Regions from separate parts of the Ovis aries genome. Here region 1 is linked to region 2. Evidence: chromatin contacts called from public Hi-C data. All regions are on one chromosome and are shown on one strand. Each heading gives the region's core, a stretch centred on a gene start, on an enhancer-like site or on the middle of the called end of the contact. The rest is flanking DNA. Distances are from core to core; before and after follow the strand shown.

Region 1 (7,355 bases), core at 1,047-3,546, 94 kb after region 2:
GATTTCCTCACTATTTTTTTCATGTACAAGTTGCCCCATCTTTGGCCAGTGGGAGCCTCTTAAGAATGGCTTTTACATGGTTTCGATCTGACTATTTGTTTTGAAGATTTCCTCATTTCTTCTTTGACTTAGACTCACTTTTTAAGTCCTGCCCTAAACTTAGAATCTGTGAAGAGTCAGGCACAACTGAGTGACTAAGCACAGCACAGGGCAAACTTGGAATCAGGCATTTCCCCAAAGATTTCTGGTTTCTCTTAGTAGGGAATGGTATTCAGAGACCATAATGTGAATGCCTGTTGTGCTTATTACTACTAAATTCATTGTTTCTAGGTCTTTTCAACAGTCAGAGCAATGAAATATGTTTTTTTTAATTTAAGAGACAAAAAATGAGTTTATACTGATATTTCCTATTCAAATATGAGATTATGGGATTTTTACTTAACTCTGTTGGTTTTATACTCTTAGTAATCTTATGTTATTAGTAATACTGATGCTTCAGCATCTCTTACTTTTGAGTCAACAGCCAAGGTTCACCAGATATTTAAGAAAATCTGAACACTGAAAACAGAAACAATAAAAGTAATTTGAAATATATCAATGTAAAAAACATTATACTTAACATCCTCAGAGACACAAGAGATAATATTACCCCCATGGATTTATTACAAAGAAATCTTAACCTGCATTAAATGTGTTCTTTTCAAACTAAAGCTAATAAGTAATGATGGTACTAATAATATCACAGAAATCAAACTGATCAGCAAGGGAGAAGTAATATACAGATATAAGTCAGTTAGGAAAAACCATGCAATCTTAAATTTAAATTGGAAATATCAGTAAGAATTCAAGTTTCTCTCATTTTCAAATGTGTAAACGTTCTCACTCTTTACTCTGAAAAATCCACAAAACAGTGATAATTCAGTAGCAAAGACTATCTCTTATGCCCATACGGTGGTCTCCAAATACCATTTCCCAGTGAAAAGAAACTAGGAATCCTTGGGAAAATACAACAAAGACGCAACAGCCAAACATAGAACATGAAATTCTGTAGATGTGATCAAATGTTTGATCAAATTTCTCCTACAAATAAATGGCCCTGAAAAAGAGAGAGAGGAGCACTTCCCTGGTGGGCCAGAAGTTGACAGTCCGCCTGCCAATGTTCGAACCCTGGTCTGAGAAGATTCTACATGCCGAAGAGCAACTAAACCGGTAGGCCATAATTACCGAAGCCTGGGCGCCCTAGAGCCTGCGTGCCACAAATACTGAGGCTGTGTGCGCAGCTACTGAAACCCACAAACCTAGAGCCTGTGTCCCGCAGTAAGCGAAGCCACTGCAATTGAGAAGCTCATGCACTGCAACAAAGAGCAGACCCTGCTCGCCACAACTAGAGAAAGCCGGGGCACAGCAAAGGTCCAGTACAGGCATTAATAACACTCTTTAAAACTTTTTAGAAACAGAGGAAATAAATAATATGCATTGTGTGGATCTTGTTTGAATCCTGTAGTACAAGAAATAGATGGTCTTTATCCATGATTATATGATATTAAAAATTATTAATTTTATTACATATGATAGTAGAATTATTATGTGGAAAAAGGGACCTTACCAGTTTTTGTAGCTGAGATGATATAGTTGGGATTTGCTTTAATACACTGGAAGAGAAAGACGTGGAGGAGACATAAGTGAAAGAAATTTGGCAAAATACTGATAAATACTAAAGCTAGGTGGTACGGGTTCAACATACTGTTTTTTTGTATGTTCTTTGTATGTTTGTATGTTTGAAAATGACCTTAATTTTAAAAAGTTTAAAAAAACAGAACTCTGTTTAGAAACAAACTCTTATTTAGAAACACTAAAGAGGACCTAAATACATGGAGAGATATTAGGATATAATTAACTAATGAAGTTAATTAAAGGCACACAGGACGCAAGAGAGAATCCAGCCCCAATTCCACGCCTCAGGCTCCAGCAAGCAGCAGGATGTGCCTGACATCCCCCAAAGCTTCAGTCCAGGGCCTAGACTTGGCTCCAGATGTCCGTTGACCCCTGGGCCTCCCTGGCCTAGGGCGGCAGGTCCCGTTGCCGTTCCCAGGCTGCTGGTGGGAGGTCCTTTGTGTAGTGGGCTGCACGTGCAGCTTCCTAATTCGCAGAGCCCTTTTGGACACGCGTGAATAGCTGGTTACAGTCTCCACATTTTTATGCAGATGCTCCTGCGGGGGGTGGAGACTAGAGGCAGCAGCAACTGATAAGGAAACCATGGAGGGTAGCTCTCCCTAAGAGACCCCACAGGAAACCTGCACAAACTCACATCCCTTTTGGTTTGTTCCTCTGCGTGGCTGCCGGTTTCAGCCGTGCTTCGGTGTCCCCTTCTCCAGCTTCCGGCTCCCCCAGCAGCTGTTGTTTCCCTCACTCCCTCTGCTCCCATCCAAGGTACAGGAGGACTTCATTCCATTTAGAGAACTCCTGGTGTTTCCTGGCTGCTGGGGATGATTCATTTTTACTCCCTGGAATCTTCTCTGTGGCCAGAACATTGTTTTCCATATCCTTCCCACCCCCACCCCCAGGAAAGAACAAAAGGCAATATTTGGTCTTCTGGCTGGAATCTAATCACCCCATCCCATACATGGTTTGGGCTGTGGTTCCTCCAGCTCATCTCACAAAACATTTTGAGATAAACTCTAACAAGGGGACATGGTCGATTCCCAGTTGAAGTGATGTATTATATGATTCATCTGTTCCCTAAGATTTCCAGTTATAGTCATGAAATCTGGCCTCTACCCCTAAAGCTAACCTTTATGTTTATAAGAAATAACCCTAGTAACCCACACATTTTCAGAGCTGCAATCATGCTTCCATGAGGTTGTAAACTCAGCAAGATAAAGTTTTCTCTGTTGCAAATCAGCTATGCTTGAAAAGTTGGTAGAGTTGAAATAAGCTATAAATAAGATAGATTTGATGAAGTTCTAATTCAAGAATTTCATTTTCTCACTTCTGCCCCAAACCATGGCCAGATCAACTGCATTTTATTTCACATTGTGATCCCAGAAGGAGCCATACCATTTTAGAAAGAAGGATGAACAATGGATTCAAGCCATCCAGAATTAGATTTGCAACAGAGGGCAAATAAGGTCCTCAGAATCAAAGAATGTTAGGGGGAGAGAGATGTTAGTCAGGATCTACCCTCTCCTTTTAGAAGTGAGAAAACTAAAGTCCAAAGAGAGTCATATTTTCCTAAGGTCACAGAGGTAGCAAGTGAAAACAGGTTCAAAACCAGGTTTAAAACCAGAAGACCCCAACCCACCCTCTCACTCATGCTAGCTTCTGAAAAGTCCTCCTTGCTTGGCTTCGCCTCCTTGCTGGCCTATTCTCCCGTCACCAGCCACCTCCTCTATAGCACCCCTTGGCTCCTCTCTCTCCTGGCTCAGAACTGTTCACTCACTCTTAGCTGTCCCCCATAACTTTCCAGTCGTATCACACGCTGCACCCCTGTGCCTTCCCAGACCACATGGAAAAGTAGCTCTTCCCCAAGAGAGCCCTGTGCTGACCTACATCTTTTCCAATGCAGTTTTCTCTGCCCAGAAGATTCTTCTTCTCTATCTTTACCAGGAAAAATCCTCCTTCCTTTCAGAGGATCAGTTCAGATGCTACTTCCTTCATATTCAGATGCAATTTCTTCATTGCTGCTGCTGCTGCTGCTAAGTCGCTTCAGTCGTGTCCAACTCTGCGCGACCCCCATAGACGGCAGCCCACCAGCCTCCCCCGTCCCTGGGATTCTCCAGGCAAGAACACTGGAGTGGGTTGCCATTTCCTTCTCCAATGCATGAAAGTAAAAAGTGAAAGTGAAGTCACTCAGTTGTGCCCAACTCTTAGCGACCCCATGGACTGCAGCCTACCAGGCTCCTCCATCCATGGGATTTTCCAGGCAAGAGTACTGGAGTGGGGTGCCATTGCCTTCTCCAATTTCTTCATTAGCTCTCCCTAAATGAAATCTATCTCTCCACTGTCTCCCTGCGCTGCATACTGTGGACCTTGGGTTTTATAGATATTCCATCTGGCGTAATTCTGTAGCTAGTTATGAACATTCTGCTTCTTCCCACTAGTTTATAAACTCCTGTAAGTCAAAGACCAGATCTCATTTGATAGAGATAGTTAGCAGAGTTATTTGCTCAGAGTAAACATAAAAAATTTTTTTGTTCAAATGAATATAACAAAACAGAAACAAACTCACAGATACAGAAAACAAACTAGTGGTTACCAGTGGGAAAGGAAAGGAGAAAGAGGCAAAACACAGGGAGGTGTTAAGAGATATAAACTACTATGTATAAAATAAATATGGTACAAGGATATATTGTACAGCACAAGAAATAAAGCCAATGCCTTATAATAACTTTAAATGGAGCATAATCTATAAAGATATTGAATCCCTATGTTGTCTACCTGAAACTAATATTGTAAATTAACTATAATTCAATAAAAATTTTAAATTAAAAAAATTAAACTGCATTAAAATCTATTATCTTTAGAAACTCACAGCATTTAGATATGCAATTCTAAAGAGCTGAACCTAAGTGTTTTACATATTTCAATCCCTGATGTTCTCAGGTATGCTGAATGGCACTTCTATCTCCTACAATGCATCTTGGATAAAAACAAGGAGGATTATTTTTCCTTTGCTATTTACTTAGATCCTACTCAGCAAAAGGTTCAACTAAAGATATACCTGTTGAACATATAATAATTGTCAACTGTCACTGTCTGCTATTAAAGAAACTGACAATAGACTAATAGCTTAAAGAACTACCTTTGATTAGGAATCAGAAGACCTTGGGTCTACTTTAAATGATATCAAATTTCTATCAGTATGACCTTGGACCAGTCACTTAATCTCTGTTCATTAGTAAAAAGGACTGCTTATAAAAGGTAGGTTCCTTCATAGACATGGATGCCACGCACCTACCTACAAGTTTGTAAACCAATTCTGAAAACATACGGTATGAGTTACAGCACTGGTTCTCAAACTGTAGTCCTCAGACCATACCATCTCCCAGGAACTTGGTAGAAATACACGGTGTATTCTGGTGCTTCCTCTTCTCCAAATGGGAGTGGATGCTGGTCCTCTGGGACACTGCACTGGGGTAGTTCCTCCTCATGCTACCAGCTCATGGTCCAGGAAGTCTAGAATGATCTTGCGTGTCACACTGAAACAATTCTGCTTACCAAAGGCACCACAAGAAAATAACACCCACCATACTTTCCGCACAGAGATAAAGCGGTGTCTGAGGTTCAGAGGACATAATGATTGTGAAAATACTCTGCAAATTAAGAGGGACCATACAAATGTAAATATTGTTCAAGTTGCCTAGTCTCTGATGGAGCTGTATGAAGGACAAAAACAGAATAAATGGAAGAGACACCCATGTCAGATTATAGAAACTACTCAGCTACTGAAAAAACCATCATTTTGATTATATACATAGCTTTCCTCCCTTGATTTTTATCCTACTTGTCTGTTTATGTTTGAAATAAAGGCATACCACAGAGATAAAGTGAAGATACAGCAATTTAAAAGGAAGCCCAGGACTCTATAACCAGTACCTGGCTACTTCATTCACTTACAAAGAGAAAGTATAACCTCTAGAGCCCTCTTGAAAGGTCAGCTGGAAGGAGCGTGGCATTGGGTTCTGAAGCGAACACAGTACTGTTTTTCCCCTGTTTCCGCAGCTCCCCATCACTTGAGTAAAGAATGAATTGCTTGCATGTAGCTCAGCTCCATAACCTCGCACACATAAGAATCCCTCTTCCGTTTTGACTAAACAAGATAGATTTGGTCTTTTCCAAATGCAGAACTGGTTGTCCTCTTTAATTCTGCCCCGCTCCCCTCCTCTAGCAAACCACCTGTGGGAATTAACAGGGGAGCAAACGACCTTGAATCACAAAGGCAGAGTTTCAGTTGGGCTTCTGCTATTTATTATACAGCCATGAGTAAAACCTGTCCTGACCTCATGTTCCTCAGGGTATTTGAGTGGACTGTCTGGTATTTGTTAACTGCAAAACATTTACAACAGAAGGTGCTATTCTAGCACTACTGTTAGCACAGCAGAGTAGCCAAGGAAAATTTTCTTGGTCAAGACCTGCTGTTTTCTAAAGAAGACAGTTTGTAGACAGAGAAGGAAGCCATGCTTATCTGGAGAAATTAAATGACAGGGGAACAAATCAAGACACCCACTTCCTTGAATGTTTCTTCAAAAAATGGTAGAATAGTTGTTAGTGGCTATGGTAGCTGAGTTGGCAACTGGACGGAGAAGGCAATGGCAACCCACTCCAGTACTCTTGCCGGGAAGGTCCCATGGATGGAGGAGCCTGGTAGGCTGCAGTCCACAGGATCACTAGGAGTCGGACACGACTTCACTTTCACTTTCATGCATTGGAGAAGGAAATGGCACCACACTCCAGTATTCTTGCCTGGAGAATCCCAGGGATGGGAGAGCCAGGTGGGCTGCAGTCTATGGGGTCGCACAGAGTCGGACACGACTGAAGCGACTTAGCAGCAGCAGCATGGTAGTCTCGTATCTGCTTCTGCTTTCAGTCTGTTGTGAGATACTGTTTTGGTTGCAGCATGTGAAGAAAACCTAGCCTCACACAGAGAATTAGCTGGAAATGAGAGAGGAATTTCAGCAGCTTTTCAGGTATGCTGGTGATCTTTCACATTACATCAAACTGCCAAAATGATCGTTTCTAAAAGAAAATAACAATATGGAATCTGAAACCGTTATCAATGAACTTTTTGTACTCTGTTACACTAAAATCCACTGATCTATCTTATGCTTTGAATAAATCTTTTACTCATGCATAGGGAAACAGTAATTCACTGAGCTAGGCAGAACTTTCAAATTTTGATACATTACAGTATGCAATACCAAAATTTATTCCTATTGCCACCGAAATCACCAGAAAAGTGTCCAAATATAGAGAATTTGTGAAGTTAACTGTGGTAGATAAAAATATTCCAGATTTCTAATTTTCACTTAAAAGCTCAAATTGTATCATGGGCACAAATACTGATAATTAATTTCCTTAAAGGGATGAATTCACCTTTTTTTTTTAAAGTATCTGCCAGATACTGAAGTCTGAAGAATCATAATTTGTTTGCCAAATTATTTTTCTTTTTGAACTAAAAATGGTGTTCCAGAAAAAAAAAAGGGGGGGATTTTGTTCAGGATACACTAGTATTCTCTTCAAGGTGACCTTTCTCCTTTGACATCCAGCAGAACTGTTTCATGCATATTCCCATTTTGTCGCACAGAATACTAAAAGGAAATGAATTCAGGGGTCAAGATTTGATAAAACTAAGAATG
Region 2 (7,639 bases), core at 2,546-5,045:
GACTATAATTATAATGGGTTAGCTACTGGTAGACTGGTTTGGGGATCTTTTAAAACTGTGTATGTAGAGGGGAGGGGAGCTGCATGCTCAGGATGGGACTTGCTGAGCCAGGAATACAAGCTGTGCTTTCCAGACCGTGCAGGCCACACCAGGGGGAACGTGGGTATGCTCGTGGTCAGAGGAACATCCAGTTCCTTTTCTGTACCTGCCTCCATGTGCAGATGAGCACATGTAATACTGGCAGTGTCAACCTAGGTGAAAGGCAAAGGCTACCATTTTCTTTCAGTAATTCAAACAAGTATTTACCAAGAACTCCCTATGCACCTGGCCCTGGAGTAGGAACTGAGGATACAGCAGGGAACAAGAGAAACAAAAATTCCTGTCCTGGACTTCCCTGGTGGCACAGTAGATGGAAATCCGCCTGCCTTGCAGGGGCCATGGGTTCAATACCTGGTCCGGGAAGAGTCCACATGCCTCTGAACAGCTAAGCCCGTGCACCACAGCTACTGAAGCCTTCGTGCTCTAGAGAGCCGGTGCTCTGCAGCAAGAGAAGACACTAGCAATGAGAACCCTGCACACTGCAACCAAGACTAGTTCCCCCATGCTGCAAACAGAGAACGCCCTCGTGCAGCAACAAAGACCCAGCGTGGCCAGAAATAAATTTAATTAAAAAAAAATAATTTCCTGTCCTGAAGCTTATATCCCCCTCCCTAGACAACAGTCAACAGACAGGTAAATTATTTGGCATGAGGGATAATATCCAGAGCTATGCAGAAACTTAAGTCAGGGAGGGACGGGAGGGCGAAGGTGACTCTGGGCAGAGGCCTGGAGGAGAGGAGGATGAGTGAGGGCAGGCACGCCCTAGCAGGCAGGCAGGCATGTGGGAGAAACAGGGGCAGGGAGAGGGGATAAGGCCGGAGAAGTAGCTCTGGCCACTTCCTGTCAGGCCTGGAAGGTCGAGGGGAGGATCTGGGTTTTAGTCTGAGCGAGGTGGGAAGCTGCTGGAGGGTTTGGAGCAGACGGGTGATGCTGTGTGGTGGGGAAAGGGGCGGTGGCTTGGTCGTCGGAGGTGCTCATGGAGGGGCTGGAGAAGCGACCAGATCTGGAGTGCTGTGAGGTGGAGCTGATGGACTGGACAGAGGGAGAACAGGAGGAGGAGTCGGGGGTAAGGCAGAGAGAGGGGAGGCGGGTGGGGAGGAGAAGAGGAGCAAGAAAGGGCTCCACAGGGATGTTCATTTCCTGACGTGGGAACTGGAAGCCTGGAGCGGCCACTTACTGGAGGAGGTCTGTGGGAGGTCAGTTCTGGCAGCACCTTTGAGGCGCCTGGGAAGCTCCACTCTGGCTCTGACAGGTACTTACATCTTCAGCATGGTGCCAGGATGAGGGAACGCTGCCTTCCTTCCTATGAATTCTGGGAACTGCTGCATCAGAATCACCTGGGATCCCAACTAAAAATGCAAATTCCTAGGGCACACCTTTGACCTACCAATTCAGACTCAGTGGGCAGATCCCGAGTCTGCACCGTAGCCACTCCTGGGGTCTCTTATGCCCATGGATGACAATGGTCAGCATATTTGCAAACCGTCCCTTTCTGAGTTGGAGAATGCGGTTTCATGTAGTGAATGAATTTCATCTGACCAATTAATTAGCAGCTCCTGGGGTGGGTGGGTTTCAGGGAATGCTTTAGCATTCACTCCTGCCCTGGCTGAGAAGCAGGACGCTGCGCTGGATGGCCCACTTAGGCTAAGTCTCCAAGTGTGGAACGTGAAGATCCTTAATGGAGGAAACCAGGTGCCCAGGACCCAGGTCTTTATCCGGGCAAGAAAAGCCAGACTTCTGGCCAATGTACTTCTCAAACTTCTATGGGAACTGCAGGTAGATTCAAGGATGCTGAACCCCATGGAGGTGGGGAATCAGTGTCTGAATCCCAGATGGATGAGATGTGCAGTGAGTACCTTTTCTTTCTCAGTGGTCATTTCTATGCCTCTTTATCTCACAGTTGTAAATGTGTTTTCACACACTTCTTCCTGTTCCACAAAGACTATGTGATCTTCTGGCTCTAAATCCCACACTCCTTCCCTCATATCAGCAATACTCAATTGAAGTGGACTTCAGAATCACTAGGGACCTGGCTTAAACAGGCAGATTCTGGGTCAGAAGGTGGAGGAGGGGTGTGGAATCAGCATTTTAAACCAGGGCCATGAAAGAAAGAGCCACAAGTGGACTAGAGCCACACTTCAAGAAATCTAGCTTTCATCCCACAGATTCCTCTCTCCCAAATTTTACCCACTGGGCAGGCTTCACTCCAGACGCTCTGGGGGCCCACGTTCTGCCTGGCGGCTCCTGTCACAAGGGAGGGACAAGTCTGCTGGCAACTAGGACCTCACAGGAGGGTGGAGGGCAGCCAGGTCTGAATAGGCTCAGTTTGCAGCAGTTTTGTTAAATGAGGTTAGACAATTGCTAAAAGAATCTCCGTATGAGGATTTAAAAAACGTCATTTCTTTTTTTTTTTTTTTTTCGTTAAATGTTTTTTCACTCTTTTCCTATCCTTAACGGAAAGAAAAAATGAGGGTGGAGTCACGGGGCTATATCAGGAAAAAGAAAGAGAGGCGCTGCCAGGGCACTTGAGACTTGTCCTAACTGGGAGATTTTCACACAAATGGAAAACTCGTCCTCTGCACTTATTCTGATCCATCCTTCAGTCTTCATTTCTCCAAAGATCTTTAAGCACTCATCTTCAGCCTTGGCCCAGCCATGTGGAAGACTGGCAGGCTCCAGGGTACAGACCAGATTCACCGTGCAAACGGGGACCAAGGGCTTTCCTGAGCTGGCCCTGCCTCTGGCAACTGGGCTGACCTTTCTTTAACAGCTCTTCCTGCTACCTCAAGATAAAGAACCTACATTTTTCACTGCAGGACAGAGTTTTTCTAAGTTTCCCACCTCACAGCATAATAGACGAATTAAGAAAAACCACATCCAGCTTTATAATGAAAAACAGTAGCAGGCTTTTCCCTCCAGTGTTCATTTGTTTTTGGTGTATATGTATGGTACATAGTGAAGCTGGCTGGGCAAACAGGTATTAGGACCCTGTTTTTTGTTGAGGGGAGGGTTACATCTGACCCTCGAAGGCTCTCCCTTAAGGTGTCTTCAGCGGTATGGGCGACCCTCTTGTTCACATTCCCTTAGCAACCTGGGGGTGCCCCCCACCCCTGGAGAGGGGCTTTTGTGTCTGGAAGGCTGGGTTGGGCAGCAGAGCCTGTTTGAGTTCATCCCAGGGTAGAAGCTACTTGAGACACATCCCTAAGGCCTTTCCCAAGGCCAGAAGCCACAGGGAAACCCTATTCACATCTTGGGCCTTCCCTGCATGACTGCCATCCAAGTACAATCAACAGGATCGCAGGCCAGAGTGAGAACGCCTGAGGGTGCTGAAAGCCAGGTGTCGCCTTTCCAATTCATCATGCAGACTGAGGTCAAATTAAGCTCCTCATTGCACCACCTGGGCAGGTAGGTTTCAGAATCTTAAGAATCTCTATGGCCCCTGTGAATCAAGCTCGTCCCTGCTGCCCACAATACTGGCTCCAGGCAGCAAAAGCCTTGCTGGCAGCTGCCTCTTACACCTACCCTCTATAACTCTCCTCTCTCTCCCCATTTCCACCTTATAACCTCCACTCTTGTCACTCCTCTGTCCAGAATATGCCCCAGTTTCTCTCTCCCAAAACTGAGGCCTTGACCTCAAGACCTGGCTCAAGTCCTCCTTCTCCAGGAAGACGTCCCTGACACACCACAGGTGGATCTGCCCTGCATGGTGCTTGCTCTAACCTTCCATGGCTCTGCTGCAGTCCTGGCCTGCCTCTTACCCCAACAAATCATTCAGTACTTCAGGCTTCCGTCTCCTTCTCTGCACTGTGGGAAGGATCTACTGTGCAGGGCAATTCTGAGGATTAACTGCGCTAGTGGCATCCAAGCAAAGTTCCCGCTCAGAGTCCAAGTGGACACCCAATAAATATGAGTGAAGACTTCCACTAGTGCCCTGATCAGAGGAGGGTCAGGTAATTTTTGGTTTGACAACAAGTTTCCAGAGTTGCTTGGAGAAACAATACCCCTGAAACAGAGAAAGTTTGTGCAGCCAATTTACTGCTAGTTTTATGGTCTACAAAAAGATAAAGAAAACAATAAGCTTGAGGCTAGAACTAGAGTGAAATTGGGACATTCTTGCCTGGTGTGGACATGATCTAAAAAGAATCTAGATTTCTCAACAAAAACTCTATAAAAATAAAATTTTTTTTTTCCTTAGGGACTAAAGAGAAGGGAAATCTATTTAATTTCTTGGTTTAGCAAGTTAACCACTATGAAACTTAAAGGCGAAAGTAAAATCTACTGGGCCTGGTGCTTCCATGCCCAATTTTAATTCTTGCAACTCTTCGATGAGGTCCCAGGCGGCGCTAGTGGTAAAGAACCTGCCTGCCAATGCAGGCGATATTAGACTTAGGTTCGACCCCTGAGTTGGAAAGATCCCCTGGAGAAGGGCACAGCAACCCACTCCAGTATTCCTGCCTGGAGAATCCCACGCACAGAACTGGGCCACAGTCCACAGGGTCGCAAAGAGCTAGACACAACTGAAGCAACGTAGTACACACAGCACACACACATTATCTCTGCTTCACAGCTGAAGAAAATGAGACTCCAACAGAGCAAATGTCTTATCCTAAACCACATAACAGAGCTGGAAATCAAACTCAAGTCCATTGAAAACCAAAATCCACACTCCTCCACTCCATCATTAGAAAAAGCTGGCAACGTGGCTCAAGGCTGGCATTTTAGCAGGCAGTGTTCAACGTGAGTCTTGCCCACCCCATCCACTAACTTTCCCAGAGGGAGTCCACTTTTGCCTGATAGACTTGGGGGATGCTAATGTTTTGTTTGAAAAAACAAACTTCACTACCAAGAAAAACCAAGTAATTAATAACTGCATGGTTCTATACAGTCAGCCCTCTGGTGTCCACAAGTTCAGCAACTGCATATTCAAGAAGCTGAGGATTCTGTGCTGTGTTTAAGATCCACGGTTTTAGGAACCCACAGCTGGGGGAGCTGAGGTTGTAGAACCGGGGATCCGAAGGGCTGACTGAGGGCCTTGAGCATACAGATTTTGGTTTCTGCATGGGAAGAGGGGGTCCTGGAATAAGTTCCCCGAGGATACTGAGTCTTCCTAAAGCCTGAGATGAAATCAGAGGTTCAACTATTTTTCATTTCTGCTTTCAAGTTTTAAAGCTTTCTCTCTCTGCTAATATGGTGGCTGATTTTTCTTTTTCCAAAGTTCAAAAACGTATAGATTTTTCCCCCTAAATGTCTCATTGTATTACCCAGATGTTTCAAACGCATGTTGCCATTTCCGAGATGTCAGGGGTAGGCGTTATCTAGCAGCTGGTAAATATCATAGTTCATGCCCCACGAGAGTTATGGCTGCTGCCTCTGTTCTCTATGGCCAGTTCCCTTGGCCTCCTACAGTTACGCCGCTTCTCTCAGCCCCTCACAGCTCAAAACAGGGCGTGCAGCCCGTTCTTAACCCTTTAACAAATCACTCTAGGGATCTGCTTTCTAATATTCCAAGCTCTTCTCAGGGCAGGAAGTCACAACCCACAAATGAAAAGACCACTTTGGAGCATATCTTTACCTCAAAATCTCTTTGGTCAACAGAAACCAACACAATATTGTAAGCAATTATCGTCCAGTTAAAAATAAATATTTTTTTAAAAAAAGAAAAAAACAAGTCTTTGATACTTGGCTTTATATTTTCTTTAGATATATGTCACTTATGCTGAAAATTCAGGAGACTAGACTAAAAAGGTGTGAAGGTTCTGAAGCCTCCCCATAAAATTTGCATCTCTCTCTTGAGAGAAAGGCAGTCCTTAGGCACAAATTAAAGCACAAGTACTTAACAAGCCCACTCTTCCTTCTCTACCACCCCACCCCCATTCCCACTGCTTTAAATCCTCTATAATTAGTAAAAGCAGCCACCACTTATTAAGATCTAACTAGTACAGACACTAACCTAAGACCTTCATTATCTCTTTCAATCCTCTCAACAAATTTAGGAGAAACTAGAGGTTTGGGGTTACATGAAGCCAGCATGACAGCCAAGATTCAACCCTAAGTCTGACACCAATGTTCTCCTTGTCATCATTACCCAGCGTCACCACAGTCACGAAATAGTTTCATCCCCCCACCTCGCAAAAGAAGCGCTTCTTCAAGCAAATTCCTGCAGGTCAGGGGCCACTGCAGAACCACCTGAAAGACCTTTTGCTAGGTCAACCTGTTTTACCGTAAAAAGTATGGGAAACAGGAAAGGTGAAGAAAAAACACAAAGGTTCTAAAGAATGCTTTCACCTCTGACCTCTTCCCTCCTGTCAGAGGTCAGATGAGCAGTCCCTGGAACAAATGGGATAAATCTGTGGCCAGTTTCCCATTCAGGTGTTCACATAAAGCTGACCTGACAAGTCTCGCCTTCAAGAGAAGGCGACATGGGCTCCGTGTCTATATTAATTAACCGAGGCCTCCCCTGGGCATTTCTCTGCTGGCCCCTCACTCTGGTCAGTGAGTCATGAAATGAGGACAAGGCTCCAGGGAGCTGAATAGCACAGCTGCACAGCCGTGAACCAGAAATGACAAGACACAGGTGGTTCGAAGTTTTCTCCCCAGGGGTCCCCTCTCCCACACACTCCACCACCATGTCCCTAACTGAGGGGAGCACTGAGGTCATCCCATTACGGAAGAAGAATCTGGAATGTTCATCCCAGCCAGAACAACTCATCACTTGAAACTAAAGCCCGAAGCCCTCTATCACCATAATATGTGTGAGGCCTCAAAAACGCTTTACCTTTGTTGAACTTTCAGACTAAAATACTTCATTCCACTTGAGAGCGTAGCTGGCACGAGCAACCCCCAGTTTTTCCCCACGTGCTTCAAGAAGCCCCTTTTTTTAAAAAAAATATTATTAATGGTCAACAGATTCCAAACAGAATTTGCCTGCCAAGATTTCTTTGGCAACGAAAAGATACTTGGGTTTTAAAAATAAGTCCCCAGCTTCTTTTTGCTAAACTCTTCATCTACACGCTTGAAAGAAAATTCATGAGTCTCTGCAAGACCAGCATTTTTTTTTTTTTCAATGAATTCTTAGCACCCACGGTTCAAATCCACTTACCCTCAGTGTTGGAGCTGATGTCGTCCTCCACCCCGACCACTTGCCTCCGGTGACCCAGGTGCGGGGCGTGGTCAGGCCCAGGGTAGTTGGGAAGGGCCGCCTCTCCTCCGGGATGGGCTGGAAGAGCATCCTGGTCCGCTGGCCCAGCTCCTCCCTCTAGGGAGGGCGGCGGGGCTTCCCCGGGAGGAGCAGGTGACTCTCCTTCAGTCTCTGGAGGAGCAGGGACTCTGGTCCCTGGCTGTTGAGAAGACTCGACTCGCTGTTTTAAATCCGGGGCATTGGTCTCCCCCTGAGGTCTCCTCTCTTCGGTGTGAGGGTCCAAGGGGGAAGCTTCTGTTTCAGGCCCACCCCGAGATGCTGAACGTGGCACAGGGGAGGCCAGGTCAGAATCTGGAGCAGAGATCCTACCTCCTAAAGAAACATCGATTGTGCTGTGGCCAT

The links. A called contact is a pair of places that touch in the nucleus more often than the background predicts.
Region 1: a Hi-C map of tail adipose tissue shows a contact between it and region 2, with 5 times the contacts expected there. The contact joins two enhancer-like sites. A contact is called at or near these places in 10 of 16 Hi-C or Micro-C datasets (blood, hypothalamus, liver and 4 more).

The regions. Positions count from the first base shown.
Region 1 is chr7:43,254,140-43,261,494 of ARS-UI_Ramb_v3.0, forward strand. No RefSeq gene overlaps it. Among named protein-coding and RNA genes, the nearest start is that of NID2, 75 kb to the left of the region's middle. Within about 2 kb of position 2,297, at least 4 of the 54 cell types and tissues checked have an H3K27ac peak or open chromatin away from gene starts, as enhancers often do.
Region 2 is chr7:43,158,651-43,166,289 of ARS-UI_Ramb_v3.0, forward strand. NID2 (nidogen 2) reads right to left here. Exons shown (of 20, transcript XM_004010528.5): 4 at 7,199-7,639. Among named protein-coding and RNA genes, the nearest start is that of NID2, 21 kb to the right of the region's middle. Within about 2 kb of position 3,796, at least 3 of the 54 cell types and tissues checked have an H3K27ac peak or open chromatin away from gene starts, as enhancers often do.